2 separate regions of the Sus scrofa genome follow, and region 1 is linked to region 2. The links are chromatin contacts, called in public Hi-C maps. All regions are on one chromosome and are shown on one strand. The core of a region is the stretch at or near the end of the contact, and the rest is flanking DNA. Distances in the headings are between cores, read along the strand shown.

Region 1 (2,927 bases), core at 101-2,600, 240 kb after region 2:
AAAGAAAGTGAAACTGACCCTAAATAAAAACAAACAAGTGAAAACGATTATTCATATCACCTAAGCACTTTGAATGAATAATCAAGTCGAAAGAGTAGAATTACGTTTAAAACGTACAACTAAAATTTGAGACGCCACTAAAACGGCTAAGAACCCAAAATACTGCTGCTACCTCGGAAAAGAGGCGTTAACTAGTTTTTCAAGCAGTTTTACTGTTATTTGAGCGTATTTACTTTAAATAACCAACGTGTGCGCCTACAAACAAGTAAGCCCTAAGGCTTCCCTGAATATAAAAGAGCTATTCAACAAAAGTAATCTCAATTGCATTCATTATAGCGAGGTTAAAGTCCTAGACTGTAAAACTTCTGTCCCGTCAAACCTTCACCTCTCACATCTGAAACTCATCTCCCTCTCCCCCCAACCCCCGCCAGGTAAGTTGGCTCCCCCTGCCCCGAAAATAAAGAACAGGACCAGGGCAGCGCAGCTCTGGGGGACGCGCCGCCGGGCCACCCGGCCCGCCCCTTCGCTCCCCCCGAGGGTGCCCGCTCCGCCCGGCGGCCGGCGTGGGGAACTCGGACACTCCGCGGAGGAGCCGGGGGGACGGCCCCGCGCGGGGGCACCGGCACCGCGGGCGGGCCGGCGGGCATCCGGGTGGGAAACTTTGTCTCTCTGGGGGGTCGGGGAGGCGAGCCCCCGGCTCCGAGCGGCGCCCCGGGGCGGGAGGTGGCAGCCACGCGGGGGGCGGCGGGCGGCCCGGGGACGCCGGGCTCCGCGGTCGGCGGCCGGCACACGCCCACCCCTGGCCGCCCCGTGCCGGCCTGGCCGCCCCGGAGCCGCCCGCCGGGCCCGACCCACGGGCCGAGGGGGCGGGCTGGGCCCGGCGGGGGCGGGAGGGCAGTGTCCATGGCAACCAGGGGGGTCCGGCCTCCCCGCGCAGCCCCGCTCGCCGGGCGCCCCGCCGCCGCCGCGGCCGCCGCCCCCTCCCCAGCGGCCTGGCCCGGCCGGCGGGGGCGGCGCTGCCACCGGCGCGGCGGGGTCCCGGGCGGCCCGCCGCTGCGGAGGGGGCGGCGGGCGAGGGGCCGCGCCAGCCCCCGGCGGGCCGCGCCGGCTGAGAGGCGGCCGGGCCAGCTGCGGCCGAAGCGAGCGGGGCGCCGCGCGGGCCCCACGCCGGCCAGCGGCGGGCGGGAAGGAGGCGGGAGCTTACCTGACCCGGCTCGGCGCTCGCTCCATCCCCCTCGGCCGCCGCCGCCGCCGCCACCGCCGCCGCACACAGCCCAGCCGCCCGGCGGGGGACAATGACGTGCCTCCATCCGGGCACCGCCGCCGCCGCCTCCGGGTCAGCGCCGCGCCCGCAGATCCCCGCCGGGCCGCCAGGGGGCGCGCCAAGGCCGCGCCCGCACGCGCCGCCGCCCAGGGGCCGTCGCACAAGAGGCGCGGCGCGCAGCTAACGGGCCGGGCGGGCGCGGGAGGGGCCGTCGCCAAAGCGCCGCGGGCGCAGGCTGGCGCGCGCGTCACTGGAGCGCCGGCCGGCCGCGGAAGGAGCGCGCTGATTGGCGGAGCCGAGCCGCGCGGCGCGGGCCGGTGAGGTCCTTCCCGAGCGGCGGGAGGCAGCAGACGGCGCGGCGCTCCGCTGCCGCGGGGCCGGAGGAGACGCGGGAGGGCCGAGACGACGCCGCTGCTTCCGCGCTCGGCCGGGCCCGCGCGGGTGAACTGCCCACGTGGGACACCTGGGTGCTCCCAACGGACGCGGCTCCGGGAGACGTCCCTCGGCCTAGCGACCCGGCATTTGAGAACGCCGGACCCAGCGCTGCGCTAGCGCGCCCTCGGACTTCACTCACTGCGCCATTGGAAGCGAGTTTTAAACCCGGCTCCAGAAAAAGCACGGTTTCATCTCACATCGCAGCGTTGCGCGTTCTTTGGGAGCAGCTTGACCAGCGCTTGCTCCCAAGAGCCAGGTGCACACTTGCAGCCGCTTCCTGGCGGTCTCCACCGCGAGGTCGAACAGAGAAGGAGTTGATTGATCGTGGCCATCTCCCCTGCCCAGGCTCCTGCTCCTCCCTGTTCGGTTCCCTGCTTGGATTCAGGACGCGCCACTCCCCTGCACTGACCTGGGTCCTCGCTCCCTCCTCAACCGATCTGACTCCTTAGACCAGGTCACAGCCAGCCTACCCAGGGGCTATAACCCCCACCCTCCTCAAAGCAACCTGCCCTCTCGCCACTCGCATCCTTCCCACAGGCTCCTTTCTGGTGCTCCCCTGCAGTCACTTCACTCCCTCTAAACCTTCACACTGTGGCCAGGACGATATTTCAAAGACACAAGTCAGATGTTGTTCCCCTCCTAAGAGCCTTTAGCCACTTTCTTGGCCCACAGAAAAGTCTCAGCAACTTCGCCTGGCACTGAGGGCCCCCAGTCCTCTTTGCTCTTTTGTGTCCCAGCCATAATACCTTCAAACAACCCACTCTTACATCTGCTTATGGAAATCCCACTCCTGCCTCTTCTTCCACGAAGCCCTCATTAGAATCTTATTACTCGCCTTAAAGGTTGCATGTCTTTTAAAATAGCACTGGGGTTCCCGGGACTCAGTGGAAAGGAATCTGACTAGGATCCACCAGGATGCAGGTGCCATCCCTGCCCTCGCTCAGTGAGTTAAGGATCCTGCATTGCTGTAACCTGTGGTGTAGGTCGCACATGCAGCTCAGATGTGACATTGCTGTGGCTGTGGCACAGGCTGACAGCTACAGCTCCAATTCCACCACCAGCCTGGGAACCTCCATATGCCATGGGTAAGGCCCTAAAAAAAGACAAAAAAGAAAAAGAAATTACTGAAGTGATTGATAAGATATCAGTTGTATGTTTGGAACAGAACACTGAAGTGGTTTGAGAAAACAAAAAGGGGAAAGGTGAATTCCACACCTCCAAAGTTCAG
Region 2 (2,688 bases), core at 168-2,667:
CCTGACAAATCATACAGAGAGCATCTTTAAAAAAAAAAAAAAATCAGTTCTCTAACTGTCCTTCATGGATCGGAATTAGTTATAGGAACAATTTCAAACGTTTTATTGGCAATGATCTAAATAAAACAAAAAACGCACACATTCACCAAGAGGCATAAAAGCAGCACCAGTCCTAACGACGACTTTGGGGTATAGTGAAGCCAGAACTCTTCCTTCTACTCGACAAGACTCGAAATATGTACCAGTTGCATTCGGAGTTTGCTGAAAACTGGCAGTAATTCTTGGAGCTTCCTTGTTAGAAGGCTCCTCTACTTGAGCAAGGCTGAGACACACAATTTTGCTCGGATTACACTGAGATTCTTGTTTCCAGAGGAGAAAAAAAAAAAAACTGCATAAGACAAGTCTTGTCTTCCTCTAGGGCCTGTAACCACCACAGGCTGTAATGAAAAGAAATGCCTTGAGTCACAGGACAGCTCGGCCCAGGAGCCAGTTCTGCTACATGCCATACCCAACGCAGGAGCGAACGCAGAGCCAGCTTTTTCTTTTCTTTTTTTTCTTTTTGACTACACCACGTTCAGAGAAAAGAACAGTCTTAATCGCACCCAGCTCCTCGCAGCTAGAAATCTGCAAAGTTTCTCCACCTTAATAGCAAACAGCATCACTTAAGAAAATCAGAAAAGTGGCAAAGTACAGGCGGAAGGCACCCCCCAGCAGATCCGCCTAGGGTCCCCAAAGCAGCCCGTGTACACAGTCCTCCAACACGACCGACCTGGGACCGCAGGGACCCACCGAGGTTCTCCCTGCGGCTCGAGAGCTTCATGGAAACACCAAGAAAGGCAACTCCCTAAACCCACCCAATCTACGGGCCACGGAGGGAGGGTGGCGGCGAGGCGCTGGGCGGGTTCGGCCGGGCGGTCAGCCGGCCTGCGAGAAAGCGGGAGGGTGGAGTTCAGTTTTCCCTCCAGCCGCCGCTCGCCGATTCCCTCCCTCCCCCACCCAAAAAAAGCCGGAACCAGGCGCGCGCGCCGCCGGGTCCCGAGAGGGGGCGGCCCGCGACCCCCGCCCCGGAGAGGCCCGGCCAGGCCCCGCGCGAGCCCGCGGCGCCCGCCCGCCCCCGGCCCCCCGGCCCCCCGGCCCCCGGCCCCCGGCCCCGGCCAGGCCCGCGCACTCACCCGTCTCCCACCACCACACACTTGATGGCCTGCATCTGGGCCGCTCGCTGGGCCGCGGCGGCGGCGGCGGCCGGGCACTGAGGCGAGGAGCTCGGAGCTCGGGGCGCGGCGGGCGGGCGGGCGCGCGGCTGCGGGCGGCAGGGCGCGGGGTGCCGGGGCCGCGGTCCACGCCGCCTCGCCCTCCGCCGACGGGAAGCGGGAGCCCAGCAGCAGCCACCACCCAAAGCTGGGGAAAACTGCAGAGAAACAGGAAATGGCCGCTCCACTCACATCCGGCCTCCCCTCCCCCGCCCGGCGCCGCCGCTCCCAGACTCCGGGGCGGGGCCGATCCCACCCGCGCGGCTCCCGAGGTTCCTGTCGGCTTCGGGAACGCTCGGGAGCGCTCGGCTCCGAACGCGGGGCGCGCCGGCCGCCATCTTGGTGCGCCTGGAACGCGGTCCGGGCCCCGCCCTCCCCGCCTGGGTTCCGCCGCGGGAGGGGTTCCGCCGCGGGAGGGGTCTCGGCTTCCCCCACATCGACTCGCGCCCGAGACCGTCCGAGGGCATGAGGGGCATGGGAGCCCCCCTTTTTAGTGACACTTCCAACTTAGGGGATGTTGGCAAGGTCCTTCTAGAAAATTCGGAATTGAAAACTGTAACGAAGAGCGTCGCCGGCACCGTATTCGGAGATAACCAATGTTCATTCAGCCAAAAATGTGTTGAACTTTGTTCCTCTTAGGCATATTCTGATTATTTGTAATTCACTGTTTGTAATGTGTTGACTGTTTGCTAGGTTTTAATGCTTTGCACCAAAGTTCTGGACATAATGCTCTGTTAGCGGACCATTAAAGTGCAAATATTTTGGCGTATTTCAATCTAGTTGCATCTTTTTGTTTTGTTTTGTTTTTTGTCATTTTGCTATTTCTTGGGCCACTCCCGCGGCATATGGAGGTTCTCAGGCTAGGGGTCGAATCGGAGCTGTAGCCGCCGGCCTACGCCAGAGCCACAGCAACGCGGGATCCGAGCCGAGTCTGCAACCTACACCACAGCTCAGGGCAACGCCGGATCGTTAACCCACTGAGCAAGGGCAGGGACCGAACCCGCAACCTCATGGTTCCTAGTCGGATTCGTTAACCACTGCGCCACGACGGGAACTCCTAGTTGCATCTTTATATACGTAATGAACATGACTTAGGCGAAATTGGGAAATGCTACTGAGTCCCTGTTAAAACATTTGTCATCACGGCTTCCTCTTGGTTCCATTAGGCACATATACCTTACTTTATATATAACCAGTGTCTCTATTTTCAGACACAAGGCTGGGATGAACGCGTTTGTCCAAGTATCTTTTTTTTTTTTTTTTTTTGTCTTTTGTCTTTTTTAGGGCCGCTTCCGGGAAATATGGAGGTTCCCAGGCTAGGGGTCTAATCGAAGCTACAGCTGCCGGCCTACACCACAGCCACACGACACCAGATCTGAGCCGCGTTTGCGACCTACACCACAGCTCATGGCAACGTCAGGTCCTTAACCCACTGAGC

What was found. A called contact is a pair of places that touch in the nucleus more often than the background predicts.
Region 1: a contact with region 2 is called in a Hi-C map of embryonic fibroblasts, with 4 times the contacts expected there. A contact is called at or near these places in 1 of 5 promoter capture datasets (liver) and 1 of 47 Hi-C or Micro-C datasets (embryonic fibroblasts).

What each region holds. Positions count from the first base shown.
Region 1 is chr3:5,046,977-5,049,903 of Sscrofa11.1, forward strand. USP42 (a long non-coding RNA gene) reads right to left here and starts at 1,351. Exons shown (of 18, transcript XR_002342221.1): 1 at 1,205-1,351.
Region 2 is chr3:4,802,093-4,804,780 of Sscrofa11.1, forward strand. RAC1 (ras-related C3 botulinum toxin substrate 3 (rho family, small GTP binding protein Rac3)) reads right to left here and starts at 1,418. Exons shown (of 6, transcript NM_001243585.1): 1 at 1,173-1,418. The coding sequence starts at 1,207.